2 separate regions of the Mus musculus genome follow, and region 2 is linked to region 1. The links are chromatin contacts, called in public HiChIP or PLAC-seq maps. All regions are on one chromosome and are shown on one strand. Each heading gives the region's core, a stretch centred on a gene start, on an enhancer-like site or on the middle of the called end of the contact. The rest is flanking DNA. Distances are from core to core; before and after follow the strand shown. Region 1 overlaps Gm40925 (a long non-coding RNA gene). Region 2 overlaps Hivep1 (human immunodeficiency virus type I enhancer binding protein 1).

Region 1 (6,891 bases), core at 1,280-3,779:
TCATCAGCAAACAATAGATTCTCTACCATTACATAGTGACTAACTGGTTCCCTGGCAGAGCTGTTTCTTGGGTAGGAGGGAGACTACCCCAGTCTGCTGTGCTCCGTCTGGGCTAGACTTTCTGGAGAGGCATGTCCTGTGTGGGTAGCAGGTGCTCTCTTCGGGGTCCACAACAACAAACAACAACAAACAAAATCAAGCTAGACTCAAGATCTCTGTGTAGGTCTGCCTTGACTCCCCAGCCCAGATAGCCTGCTCTTAGGCAGCACTGAAGGTTGTATGTAACAGGGAAGGAAGCTATGGGGGTGTAGTTCTGCCCAGATGCCTAGCTCTGGAACTAGAGCTATAGAAGATTACCAGCTTCCAGGTGAGTGCCAAAAAACAAACCAAGTCCTCTGCAAGAGCAGCTAGGACTCTGTCATAGAGCATCTCTCCAGTCCCAGATTTAAAACAAACAAACAAACAAACAAACAACTTACTTTTTATTTTATAAAAGTATTCACTTCTATGTGGACATTAGCTGTTAAGTCAACAGTAAGCAAGCTACAAGTCACAGAACCACAGATGTTAGGTACAGAGTAAGAGGCTAGGAGGAACAAATAGCTCCCTCTAGGGATGATAAATAGAATAGTTATGGATGGACAAGGCTGTGTGTGCCTGGAATTCGAAGGGTAAGTGGGGAAGGGGAGGGAGTATGGGGAGAGAGTGTTAAAATTAAGAGTCACGCGAGGGGTAGCATGGAAACCTAATACTGTAGACGCTTTCGAAAGTATATTTATATGTAGGCGATCTAAATGAAATCTCCAAGTAACAAGGGAGACAGAGTTCAACTGGCCATCTCTTGTCCCCAAATGAAACTTCCAGAACCGCCATCGGTTACATCTAGTTGACTTGTTGGCCAAAGTGGTCCCGTGGAAATCCCTAAACAGTGCAGACTGTTGCCCAGACTCTAGGTTGCTCTCCACAGACTGATGGCAAGGCTCCATTGCTGAAGACGACGCCTACACAACCCACTGAACACAGAGAGGCTGAGCTGGTGCCTACATAGAACCTTCACCACTCTGGATTAGTTCTCTTAGTGTCCAACAGCTCTCTGTACGCTCCCAAAGGAGAAACAGAAACACCAACCCAGCTAAAACCCCTTTGATCTACAGTGGTGTTTGTCATCCTATACAAGTGCAATGGCGGCACATAGCATGTGCAAGTAACCAGTCAATATCTGATTTAAACAAGACCCACTCCATGAGATGGAGCACACACCCCAATGCTGCTTGGGTAACCAAGAACCTGATACTAGATGTCCTGGGGACCTAGGGTAAAGCCAAAGGCTGCTGTTTCACGAAAGGAAGATAGAGATAAGATGACTCATAATGACATTCTGTGGTACTCAGAGATCAGTGCCTCAGTCTCATCTTCAAGGAAGCTTCCTCTTGCAGCAGGTGTGACCAAATATAGAGACCCACAGCCAGGCAACATGCAAAGCGTGAGACCTTGGAACACTTAGCTTTAAATGGAAGGTCTCCGTCAAATCCCTCCCCTCTGGGTTCAGTGATGCCTGTGGAAGAGGAGTTGGAGAGAGCGTAAGAACCAAAGAGGATGGAGGATACCATGGAAACAAGCTCTTCTGAGTACAACAGAGCTTTGTTGGGCGTCATAGGTGCTGCCCATATGAACTCACGAGGATGGAGGCAGCGTGCACTGGGCTTGCATGGGTGAGCAACCTATGGATTCCTAGAGCTGAAAAGAGACGTGGACACCCGGCCTTATCTCCAGCGCTGACACTTTCTCCCATTGATAAGCACTTGCAAGTGAAATTTTAGTTTCCTCCAAAGGAGTCTTACTAGGGAAACAAACTACTCTTAAGTGTGGGCCTCGTGCCCAGTAGCAGATGGCCGACAGAAAATAGACTTGGTGGAGTGTTTGGAAGTTCCTGGTCTCATAATGGCATGTCAGGCATTTTTCTTTTAAAAAATTTCTCTCTCTCTCTCTCTCTCTCTCTCTCACACACACACACACACACAGACACACAGACACACACACACAAACATGGTTCTTTGCTTCTGTATTATGGCTTCCAGTTTTGTGTTTTTATGGGACTCCTGAGTGTGGGAAGGAAGGAATCTCTGTGTCTGTTGGTTGTGCCTTTTCTTGGGCTCTTCTCCTTCTGTTTCTTCTATTCTGATGTATTTTGTTTTGTTTCATTATAGTCTGTCATATATTGTTTCGTTTTTATCCCTTAGAAGCCTGTTTGTTTTCTAAGGGAAGACATAAAGGGAACAGGTCTGGATGAGGAGGGGCGAGGAACAAGAGGAGACAAATACAGGGAGAGAAAGCTGTAGTCAGGATATGTTGTGTAAGGAAAAAAATGTTTTCAATAAAATAAAATAAATTTGAAAAGTGCATAGGATCATGTATCTATGTTATATATAAGAGCAAGGTCAATTTTACACAAGGGCTTGGCCACTGACAGATTGCGCAGGTGCACAGTGTCTACAGGGCGCTTAGAGCAATCCTGCACGGGCAGGAACGGACAATGACATTTTGCCATTCATAGTCACGTCTATAAACCTCTCAGTCACCATCCACAGGTGAAGGATTGACTGCCCAAAGCTGTCAGTTTCCCCTGAGAATTCCCTTTGCTAATGAGCACACACCCACTAGCTGGTCAGTGCAGCACATACATCCGTGCCTGGTTCCCTTGCTCCAACTCAGACAAACCTGAAGTACCATTCCCCTGGGGTCCCCTGAGGCCGGATTGTGTCTCCATAGTGAGTCCAACTTCTCCCCCACTGAGATTTCATCTCAGTCTGTTCCAGGAGAGTTAGCCTTTATTTTTCTTTCAAATGTATTTTTAATTAAAATATGATTTTGTCATAATTAAAATAGAAGAAGGAGAAACCTTAGCCCAAGCTTAACAAAACCAAGCGTGTTCACACCAGGGCACCCTTAACAAGGAAATAACTCTTAAGTAAGCAAATTGTAAAACAGTTTTGAGAAAAAAAAAAGTGAGTGTTAACACGAAGCCTGAGTTTACACAGTGTCCCAGGCTTGACCGCCAGGGCCAAGTGACTTATTAAACTCTACCATGGGGTCTTTCAACGTTTTACCATTTGGCTTAAATGTCAACAGTCCATTGTCTGATTGTTAAATATTGTTAAATACCATTGCCAACTTTCCTGGAACAAGATCTCTTTTGTCAGCAATTCCAGCCTGAATATTGGAATCTGAAAATGAAGAAAAAAAGATGTAGTAAGCCCCTGGGACTTATCCCCCCAAAACAAACATTCCCAGTGTCTGCATGGCCGCCACGGCGTGCTGCCCAGCTGTCCACAAGCAGAGGTGTACTCAGGACCAGCTGCGTTCTATTTAGGGTTGGAATCATCTTGAACAATTGAGCTTTAGAAAAAAATGACGTTGGATCAATATTTATCTGAGTCACGGAACCACAAATTTGATCTTGGACTCTATGTCACCCGCCCAGGCTAAGGACTCTAGGAAAGCATTAGAGAGCTACGTAGAGGTTGAAGAATGTCCCAAAGAAGTAAGCAGTCTCAAAAATCCTTTATATATGAAAGAATTGAGCCTAGAAACCATGATTAGGAAAGAGGTGCGTTTCATTCAGGGAAAAATTCCTAAATTGTCCCCAGGTTTAGGTCCAGTGAGTTCAGCAGGGATAATGAAATCAAAGAAAGATCTGGGTCCTCGAGTAGAGCCCACGAGAGTTCTCAGAGAAAGACTTTGTGGTCAAGCTAATGAGAACTGGAAACGTCTGTGAGAACTGGCTCTTCCAGCTGCCTTTGAGATTTTTTCCCCATAATGAATAACAGAAAAATGTTACCTGAAAAAGAGCAAGTATGGATGAAGCATGTCTGTGATGGGTTCGGGAAGGGCTCTACCTGGGGGCTGGTCAGAGATGGGGAACTCTCAGTCCCTGAGAAGAAGTGAGCAGCCCCTTCCTATGTGTCTGGTGTACTAGAGGGAGGCAAGGAGGCAGCTGTACGATTTACCAGATGTCCACAGCTTGTCCCTTTCATACACGTGTTCTCTACACCAACCCATTCATTATGTCTGTCTGTCTGTGCATAGAGGGATGATAGCTAGACATCTAGATAGATAGATAGATAGATAGATAGATAGATAGATAGATAGAGGTAGATGATAGATAAATGATAGATAGATAGAGATAGAGAGATAGATAGATAGATAAATAGATGGTAGATAGATATCATAACCCATTGTGTTAGCAAATATATCACACACACACACACACACACACACACACACACATACACATACACACACACTTCTAACTCTGTCCATAAATGTCAAGAGACAGACAATGGGCACAAAATCCTGAGCTGAATCACATCCTCTCAACTGATTTGTTGAAGCCCTACCTACCCCACTTAGTACCTAAGAGCATAACTAAATTTTAGAGATGAGATCTTTAAGAAGTTAGATAACCCTGTAATGTCCCATGGATAGGTCTTCACACAATAGAATCAGGAGGATGTTTGCAGACAAACATGTACAGAGAGAAGGGTGTGTGAAGGCACAGGGATAAGTCAGCCATCTTCAAATCAGAGACATCTCAGGAGAAACAAAGCCCACCCGTCCCTTCATCTCAGACTGCTAACTTCAAAAACGGAGGAAAGATGTTCCTATCATCTAAACCTCTTAATATACTAAATTTTGGTGCAGTAGCTCAGGGTAACTAACCATCAATCAACCTGCTGGGTAAAAATTAGGTGACTCTGGCTACCCCCCACCCCCCCACCCCAGGACCTAGTTCCATGTCTAGCCTATGGTATAATCAGCGTTTGAGAAGGTAGAGAATGACTCAGATGTATCGAGCTGTTAAAACTTCTTACGTGACCTCACTCTGATAGAGAGACTCACTAGATAGTCATGGATCTCGCTGGCTTCCAAGATACTGTAAGTGCACAGCACTCAAAAATGATTGATTAGATGATTACAAGTCCCCAAGAGGTAGGAAGGCAGGAGAAAGCACTTTGAATCGTTTGCTTCAGCTCCCAGAACAGCTGTATAAGCAGGTCAATGCTTAATGGTTATTTCTTCTTAGGAAAGTGATTATGACATTCGTTCATGGGCTGCTTCCACCAAGAACATGGTTGGTAGTTCCAGCTCCCTCCGAAACCCCAAGAGTTTTTCTTTTGTCTTCCTCACTCTGGCATTGATCCTATTTAGTTTCTCTCTTCTTACAGAGATCAATGGTACTTGTATCAGTCAGGAGTCTCCAGAGGAGAAGAGCTAATAGATTATATGTAATTATAAGAAGGGATTTATCAGATTGGCTCACAAGATCAGAGGATGGGTACTCCCATGATGGCTACCCCGAGAGGCAGGAGAATCAGTAACTATTTAGCACCTAAGACTAGAAGACCCAGAATAGGAGGGGTCAATTATCAATACTGACCCATTCCAAGGCTGGAAGCCTGGAAGTCTCCTGGAGAGTGGCTGGGGTGAGTCCTCCTGTAAAGGCTGAAGAAGTTGGAGTGTGATCTCCAGGTCTTTGACAGAGCAAAATGCAGTGTACCCACTCAAAAAGACCTGGACATGGCTGGTGCGTGGGTTTCCTTCTAGCTTTTGTTCCATGTTGGCCCCCAACTTATAGGCCCATGGCCTGTACGGTGCCCACACTTAGGGTACTCTTCCTCACTCAGTTTGCCAATCATCCTACCCTTTGTCTCTAGGTGCTCCTTAATGGACAAACCCGGAAGTGTGTTTTTCACCAATTGCCCAAGTGCTTCTCAATCCAGTCAAGTTGACAACCAACATCAGACATCACAGTACGTATTGCTCAACACATAATGAAGCCAAGACTGTGGTACCAGTTTTTGCAAAAAGAAAGAGCTGTATTGTTCATCCATTGATCCAAAGATAGGAGGCTTACTCACCTATGTCTCCAGATAAGCCTGTAGTAAAAAAAAAAAAAAAAAAAAAAAAAATTAAATATACAGGTAAGCTGAAGTCACCTGACCAGCTTCCACCCCGACATTATTTGGGTTCATTCTGAAGTTGCTTGCGGGGCTGCTCGCTTGGAATCTAAGTCTCAAAGCCCTGCTTGCCAGGATCTTTGGAGACATTTGGGTCCCCTGAGTTCTAAAGGTCATTTTAGATTAGTTCCCAGGATTCTCTGTTTGAGTCCTAAACAGCAGTGTGCCTACCATAGCGAACTTCAGTGACACAGAAGTTGCCATCTTATGGCTGATTTCAGTCCCCTTCTTCCACGGCTCAGACCCAAAGGCCTTGGGGTCACACTTATTTTTCCCATATGCTCGAGCCTCTATATCAGTACACCCCCTTTCCAGGTTCCTTCCCACACAATCCTCCTCCATTTCCATCTTTGGGTGTTCAGTACTCCACCAGGGTCATGGTCTTAAGGGACAGAGATCCTCCAGGCCTCTAACCTTCCTAACCCCATTGTTTGGTATAGTCTACCAACAGACTCTCCTCTGTGGAGTGTCAGGAAGCCTTTCCTGGGTCCCTGGGTCCAGAACAAATGAGGTTTATCTTTGCTGTTTTCTGCCTAAAAGTCATGGATGGAAAGTTTGCAGAAGGAGCAAGAGTGAAACGCATAAAAAAATCACATTAGGAATAACTCAGTACTCACCTGTGGACACTGCTGTTGGTTCTTCCAAAGTCAGAAACCCCAGTTGCAGTTTCTAGTATTAACTATGTAGTCAACCAGCCCTTTGTGCCTTCAAGTTCCACATCCTCAAAACCAATTAACCATAGATGAAACATTTATCCCCCAAAACATTGTACCTCTAGGCTCCATAGTGTAGCTTGGTGGTAAAGCCCTTACTTACCTAGATATGCAAGGCACTGAGCTTCATCTCCAGAACCTACAAAAAGAATTTACAATTA
Region 2 (7,809 bases), core at 2,018-4,517, 410 kb before region 1:
TGGTTTAGTGAGACAGAGACTTACTACATAGCCCAGGCTCCCCTTAAACTTGTCTCAGACTGCCAAATAATGGCATTACAGGCAGTCTTACCTACAATGTGTGGCTTACCATATCCAGCCTACACAGACATATTTAAAAAGCAAACATTGCAACTTAGAACTTAATCGAATTTCCAAATAGGCACCATTAGCAACAGGTTGTCTTTGCATGTATATAAATATCCTAGGAATCACAAGAACATCCTGATAACAATAAAAAAAAAAAAAGTAAGCTCTGATGGAAGCTGCTGGCATGTGAGGGACTGCAGAGCCCATGGGTTTGGAGACAACTGGACTACTGAAGAGGTAAGCATCTGCTCTCCATCCTAAATGAGCCTTTGATGCCCAGGAGGCACGGGCCTTTATTCAAGCAGTTTTCTTTCTTTATCTAAAATGCAGCTCAGGAGACCTCTGGAACATGCTGTATTCATGAACAGCACCAAGAGACCCTGTCACCATCAGCCTCAAACCCGGTAAGGCCTATTTGTTCTACCATAAAGTCCCCAGGACCTTTCGAAGGAGGTTCAAGAATTGAACAAAATGGAGATGCCTAACTAAAGGAAAGCTTAAAGATGTCTAAGGGCAAAAATGTCAGAGCGGTTATTTTAAACTGTGGAGCAGCAGCCCAACTGCTATATACATCAGTGAGTCAAGCACACGGGTCACGTAACAACTCGGGTCTCCAGGCTGGCTCAGTAGTAGGTGCTGCTTCCTTGTAAAAGGAAGAGGCCGCTGCTCTAGATGGACATTTGCCAGGAGCACCACACCACACTGATGTTCTTTCCAGACTGGTAGAGAAGCTCTTCTGGACTGCTAAGAACCAAGGATGCAGAGGACATTCCCATCTGGCCATCTGCAGCAACCCAGGCCTTGGCAATGGGGCCTCCAGCACTTCAAGGTATAAACAAAGGGAAGCACCCTTCCCTCAGCCACCACACCCAATGAAGGTGGCCTAAGTGAGTGCCATGAGGTGCGTGTGTCACAAGCCATGCTCCTGAGTAAGCACTGTGGCCATGGAAGCTGGAACAAGTTGACAGGCTACCAAGGGCCACTCTGACCTCCCAGCACGCTAAGGACTGCCAGGTAGCAGCACCTGAGACACACCCAGCATGGAGTTTGTCATAAAGTTAAGCATTCAGCTACATCAGTTTCTTCCATGTACTCAAGGATGCCTTCCAAAGCCACCATTGCACCTGCTGGGAAAGCACGTAACCTCTGATTGCTCTGCCACAACCTGGCAACGTATCTGTGTGCTGGCCTGCAGCTGTAAGGGCTACACTTCAGCACCTAGACTAAAAAAATTGTATTACCTACACCTTGTAGGCCTCCCAAACGATGTCATCTTACTGATTTATAAAGTATGGCCAAGGTCTACATGTTGTGTCCCCAGCTTGCTCAGTGCAGCAGAAACAAGTGTAGGCTCTGGAGACCCAACAGCAAGAACACTACTCTTCCAGTGTTCTGTCAGCCACTGACTGAGGCCTAAAGCTTCCAACACCTACCTTACAGTAGGGACCAACACGCCACAGGATGCGGACAGAAGGCTTAAATGGGAGGGGAGGATGAGCCTCCAGAATAATTGAGATCTCTGAAATGCTCCCTCTGGTAACTGCTAGGGAGGGATGCTACATAAAAGATGCACAATATCCAGCCAAAAGTCATATTTCTTCATAAAAAGAAACTTTAAGGACAAAAAAAAAATCCAAAACAACAACAACAACAACAAAAAAAAAAAACAAATTACATGCTCAGTTTCAAATAGATAAATGTGGAAGGCAACGACCAGCATTTGGAAATACGAACACACTTTTACTAGGCATGTTGGCACCAGCACAATTGTGGTAGAGAGCATTTTAACAGGCATAAAGTGTTGAAGTTATAACATGGTTTTAATTGTTAATAAATCAGGTTTGAGATGTGTTATAAAAAGGTGTTTATGTGCTATGGCCAAGCTAACAATCTCTCCTCGCTAATCACTGCTAGCCAAGATTCCCTTACCACAGATGGGTACCCTTCATTACCATGGCTTTACACAACATAAATTTACTGTAGAAATCAATGGCCTGCTCCAGGCGGAGCGTGCTGCTCAGTTTCAGGTACCACCATCCTTATTGTGCTCCACTGGGGTCCGAGTAGCTCTTGGCCAGCCCTCCACCCTGTCAGCACCCATAAGAACACACTCAGCCCATGAACTGTTAAATAGAACATACGAACACAACCATTTGCTCTGACATGTCAACAGAAAACTCAAATTTCCATATTCTCTCTGCTTAACCGGATATTTCCAAAGCTACCAATCACTTTGGGTGGAACACAGTATCCTGGCTCTCCACACTATCAGCAATCTCTTGGTCCTTCCAAGATGCAGGTGCCACGTGCTGCTTCCATGATTATGGATCTACTCGGGTCCACATACTCACTAGGACAAACAGTTTTCTCATCAAGTAGTGTGCAAATAAACTGCCTAAGACCAGAGCTAGGGGCAGAGCCAAGCTCCACACCGCCCCTCACCACTCGGCTGACCCCGTTAGTCTGTTGCTCTCAGCAGCTCACCACAGTAGCCTCAGAAGCCTGTGAATCAGGAAATAAACAGAAGCCTCTAAGGCAGCAGAGTAGACATGGCTTCTGGGAAGGCTCAGAGGTAAAGGAAGCAGGCGAGTTCCAAAGTGACACTAGTAGCAAGCAGAGGACGTCCTCGGTCCTGACTGCAGACTTCCAGGATGGGGACAATGGCAAAGCTCCCCAGGGATGTGACACCTCTGTGCTCTCCACATCCCTAATCACAATGCTACTCTTGTAAAATTCAGCTAACGTTTTTATTTACAAATTAGAAAATTTTTCTTTAAAAAAAATCATACAATTGGTCAGCTTATTAAGCACATAAATTTGCTCAAGATAATACTCATTATAAAGTATTCTCATTCATAAAGCTAAAGTCCCGCTTTCCCTGGCTACCACTCACTTCAATGGTGCCTTCACAGGGGCTTTTAATGGTGCCACTTTAAGGTGACACACAGCATGTGCATCAGACACAGTACTCACTGACTCCCGTGGAACACAGGAAATAACTGCTTAAAGCTGTTGGATACTCCAGTGTCCCTGAATACACCTGCCCTGCCCTGTGTTCTCATCCTTGCTCCCCTTCTGGCAGCCCTGGGACCTGCCTGCCCCACAGGTTACTGTGACAAGCAATGCTCTGGGAATTTCTGGTTAAAATAAACACTACATTGGCACTGGCATTCAGGAACAAATACAGAGTCACCAGAAATTCCAGGAAGCCTAGGACACTCTCTCAAAAACACATCCAGAGTGCAATTCATGGCCCAGTAAGCAGCACGGTTCAGTGAGAAGCCATTCATGGAACTGAGACCCACCAGGAAATGAGAAGCACTGTCACACGAGCACACTTGTGCACACACACGAGTGGGAAGCACGGTCACACGCGAACACTTGGGCACACACAGGAGCATCCCACATGCATCTGCCCAGGTGATCAGCTGTAAAGACAGTCGGCAAAACTAGAACCTTGGGAATCAAAAAGCAGATTTAAAGGAAAGATTAAGAGATGTGTAAGTAGATAAGCCACATCTATCCCTTTTGGAATTTAATGCTCACTAAGAGACTCCTGTGGTAACCCTGGCCCAACAATGCACCAACAGGACCTCATGCGGAGTGAACTAGATGTTTTAAAATATGTAATAAGAGAAAAACTAAAAGGAACAAATTAGAAGCTTTAAGAGTACGTAGGTAGTTGCATGATTAGGACAAGAAAATACCCCCCCCCCCCATATACGGATACAGACACACAGGTGATATAGGTATACCTTCTGTATAATAAAAACGCTCCATGAACGCAATCTGAGTGCAGCCTGGGTGAGGCACCGGGTGAATATGGCGGAAAATGTATAAAGCCCAACCATGGGAACCCCCTTCATGGGGAAGCAGCTGGCGGGCACAGGTCATTCCCAGCTAAAGGCAAATACGAGCGAGACACCGTCTTTTACCTCACACAACATAAAACTGTAAGGCTCAGGTAAAGAGAAAGAGCTGCCACTAACAGCGGCTCATCTCACGGACTACAGGACTGGGTGCGAGTGGGTAGGGAAGGTGGTGGGTCCAGAGGAGTTGGGAGGATGGAGGGAGGTAACCATGATCAAAACACATCGTACAAAGTTCTCAAAGAATAAAAAATGGGAGAAAAGAAGCAAGGACACTAGCTGTGGACTGGGAAGTGGCTCCGAGAATAAAGTGTTTCCCACTCGTGTGTGGAGACGTGAGCACAAATCCCCAGGGCCCACTGAAAGCCAGGGATGCTAACATGCACTTAGATGGCAGTGCTCCTATACTGAGGTGGGAGGAAGAGTCCCTGAAAGTTTGCAGGCCAAGCTAGCCTGGCATACATTGAGTATCAAAGTGGCTCTGTGTCAAGCAAGGTAGGTGACATGACAATGACACCCAGAGTTCTGTGACCTCAACATACATGTCATGACATGTCTGCATTCACACACAGGAAAACAGGGAGGGAAGGAGGGAGGATGAGAGGGAGGAAAGAGTTGTGTTTCCTAAAACTAAGAGTGTGGGCATGCTGTGCCTCAGTAAGTACAATGTGAAGACCCTGTCCTGCAAAAGAAAGGCATCAAAGTAGTAATAAAGAGATGGAGAGATAAGTCAGTGGCCTTGCCTTACAAGCATGGGGAGTGGGTTCTAGTCCTAGAATGCACATAACAAACCCAGATACAGAGGCACAGGCTTGCAACCCCAGCACTGAGGAGGCGGGCAATCAGCACTGGAGCACTGAGGAGGTGGGTAGCCAGACCACTGGAGCACAGAGAAGGAGGGCAGTCAGACCACTGGGGCACTGAGGAGGAGGGCAGCCAGCACTGGAGCACTGAGGAGGAGGGCAGCCAGCACTGGGGCACTGAGGAGGAGGGCAGTCAACACTGAGGCACTGAGGAGGAGGGCAGTCAGACCACTGGAGCACAGAGGAGGAGGGCAGTCAGACCACTGGAGCACAGAGGAGGAGGGCAGTCAGACCACTGGAGCACAGAGGAGGAGGGCAGTCAGACCACTGGGGCACTGAGGAGGAGGGCAGTCAGACCACTGGGGCACTGAGGAGGAGGGCAGTCAACACTGAGGCACTGAGGAGGAGGGCAGTCAGACCACTGGAGCACAGAGGAGGAGGGCAGTCAGACCACTGGAGCACAGAGGAGGAGGGCAGTCAGACCACTGGGGCACTGAGGAGGAGGGCAGCCAGCACTGGAGCACTGAGGAGGTGGGCAGCCAGCACTGGAGCACTGAGGAGGAGGAGGGCAGCCAGCACTGGAGCACTGAGGAGGAGGGCAGCCAGCACTGGAGCACTGAGGAGGAGGGCAGTCAGCACTGGAGCACTGAGGAGGAGGGCAGTCAGCACTGGAGCACTGAGGAGGAGGGCAGCCAGCACTGGAGCACTGAGGAGGAGGGCAGCCAGCACTGGAGCACTGAGGAGGAGGGCAGCCAGCACTGGGGCACTGAGGAGGAGGGCAGCCAGCACTGGGGCACTGAGGAGGAGGGCAGCCAGCACTGGAGCACTGAGGAGGAGGGCAGCCAGCACTGGGGCACTGAGGAGGAGGGCAGCCAGCACTGGAGCACTGAGGAGGAGGGCAGCCAGCACTGGAGCACTGAGGAGGTGGGCAGTCAGCACTGGAGCACTGAGGAGGAGGGCAGCCAGCACTGGGGCACTGAGGAGGAGGGCAGCCAGCACTGGAGCACTGAGGAGGAGGGCAGCCAGCACTGGAGCACTGAGGAGGTGGGCAGTCAGCACTGGAGCACTGAGGAGGAGGGCAGCCAGCACTGAGGCACTGAGGAGGAGGGCAGCCAGCACTGGGGCACTGAGGAGGAGGGGGGCAGCCAGCACTGAGGCACTGAGGAGGAGGGCAGCCAGCACTGGGGCACTGAGGAGGAGGGCAGCCAGCACTGGAGCACTGAGGAGGAGGGCAGCCAGCACTGGGGCACTGAGGAGGAGGGCAGCCAGCACTGGAGCACTGAGGAGGAGGGCAGCCAGCACTGGAGCACTGAGGAGGTGGGCAGTCAGCACTGGAGCACTGAGGAGGAGGGCAGCCAGCACTGAGGCACTGAGGAGGAGGGCAGCCAGCACTGGGGCACTGAGGAGGAGGGCAGTCAACACTGAGGCACTGAGGAGGAGGGCAGTCAGACCACTGGAGCACAGAGGAGGAGGGCAGTCAGACCACTGGAGCACAGAGGAGGAGGGCAGTCAGACCACTGGAGCACAGAGGAGGAGGGCAGTCAGACCACTGGGGCACTGAGGAGGAGGGCAGTCAGACCACTGGGGCACTGAGGAGGAGGGCAGTCAACACTGAGGCACTGAGGAGGAGGGCAGTCAGACCACTGGAGCACAGAGGAGGAGGGCAGTCAGACCACTGGAGCACAGAGGAGGAGGGCAGTCAGACCACTGGGGCACTGAGGAGGAGGGCAGCCAGCACTGGAGCACTGAGGAGGTGGGCAGCCAGTACTGGAGCACTGAGGAGGAGGAGGGCAGCCAGCACTGGAGCACTGAGGAGGAGGGCAGCCAGCACTGGAGCACTGAGGAGGAGGGCAGTCAGCCCTGGAGCACTAAGGAGGAGGGCAGCCAGCACTGGAGCACTGAGGAGGAGGGCAGTCAGCACTGGAGCACTGAGGAGGAGGGCAGCCAGCACTGGAGCACTGAGGAGGAGGGCAGCCAGCACTGGAGCACTGAGGAGGAGGGCAGCCAGCACTGGAGCACTGAGGAGGAGGGCAGCCAGCACTGGGGCACTGAGGAGGAGGGCAGCCAGCACTGGAGCACTGAGGAGGAGGGCAGCCAGCACTGGAGCACTGAGGAGGTGGGCAGTCAGCACTGGAGCACTGAGGAGGAGGGCAGCCAGCACTGAGGCACTGAGGAGGAGGGCAGCCAGCACTGGGGCACTGAGGAGGTGGGCAGTCAGCACTGGAGCACTGAGGAGGAGGGCAGCCAGCACTGAGGCACTGAGGAGGAGGGCAGCCAGCACTGGGGCACTGAGGAGGAGGGGGGCAGCCAGCACTGAGGCACTGAGGAGGAGGGCAGCCAGCACTGGGGCACTGAGGAGGTGGGTAGCCAGACCACTGGAGCACAGAGAAGGAGGGCAGTCAGACGACTGGAGCACTAAGGAGGAGGGCAGCCAGCACTGAGGCACTGAGGAGGAGGGCAGTCAGACCACTGAGGCACTGAGAAGGAGGGCAGTCAGACCACTGAGGCACTGAGGAGGAGGGCAGTCAGACCACTGAGGCACTGAGGAGGAGGGCAGTCAGACCACTGAGGCACTGAGGAGGAGGGGGGCAGCCAGCACTGAGGCACTGAGGAGGAGGGCAGCCAGCACTGGGGCACTGAGGAGGAGGGCAGTCAGCACTGGGGCACTAAGGAGGTTGCCTTCAGCCTCCCCATACATGCACATATTCACACATGCACACTATATACATGCACACATAAAAAAATCAATAAATAAAATAATATACCAAGTAAAATAACATACCCAAATTATGGAAGTAATTTTTAAAGACAAACAATTATTTTGTTCTACCAAGGAACAAATACTAGAACTATTTGCAATATAAATATGTATACCTACAATCTATGTGTAATGACCTTTAGCAAGTCCACACCAAGCTCTGGCATGAGACAAAGAAAACAGTAATGTATCTGGCAGCCCATCCTTATATAACGAATAATTAGCAATCTGCATTCTCTCTGGATATTTACAGTTCTAAAACCAAAGATGC

Evidence for each region. HiChIP or PLAC-seq counts read pairs in DNA pulled down with a chosen protein or histone mark.
Region 2: a contact with region 1 is called in a FOXA1 HiChIP or PLAC-seq map of pancreatic cancer cells. The contact joins two enhancer-like sites. A contact is called at or near these places in 1 of 484 Hi-C or Micro-C datasets (bone marrow-derived macrophages), 2 of 115 datasets of contacts at active chromatin or transcription factors (embryonic stem cells and pancreatic cancer cells) and 1 of 9 other capture datasets (embryonic stem cells).

Annotation. Positions count from the first base shown.
Region 1 is chr13:41,677,524-41,684,414 of GRCm38.p6, reverse strand. It overlaps Gm40925 (a long non-coding RNA gene), which reads right to left. Exons shown (of 6, transcript XR_873295.1): 2 at 6,834-6,869; 3 at 5,919-5,936; 4 at 5,438-5,502; 5 at 3,163-3,224; 6 at 491-1,555. Among named protein-coding and RNA genes, the nearest start is that of Gm40925, 3.9 kb to the right of the region's middle. Within about 2 kb of position 2,529, at least 13 of the 459 cell types and tissues checked have an H3K27ac peak or open chromatin away from gene starts, as enhancers often do. A contact at or near this core is called in pancreatic cancer cells, where this site is marked.
Region 2 is chr13:42,084,004-42,091,812 of GRCm38.p6, reverse strand. The region is part of intron 2 of Hivep1 (human immunodeficiency virus type I enhancer binding protein 1); the gene reads right to left. Among named protein-coding and RNA genes, the nearest start is that of Hivep1, 36 kb to the right of the region's middle. Within about 2 kb of position 3,267, at least 28 of the 459 cell types and tissues checked have an H3K27ac peak or open chromatin away from gene starts, as enhancers often do. A contact at or near this core is called in pancreatic cancer cells, where this site is marked.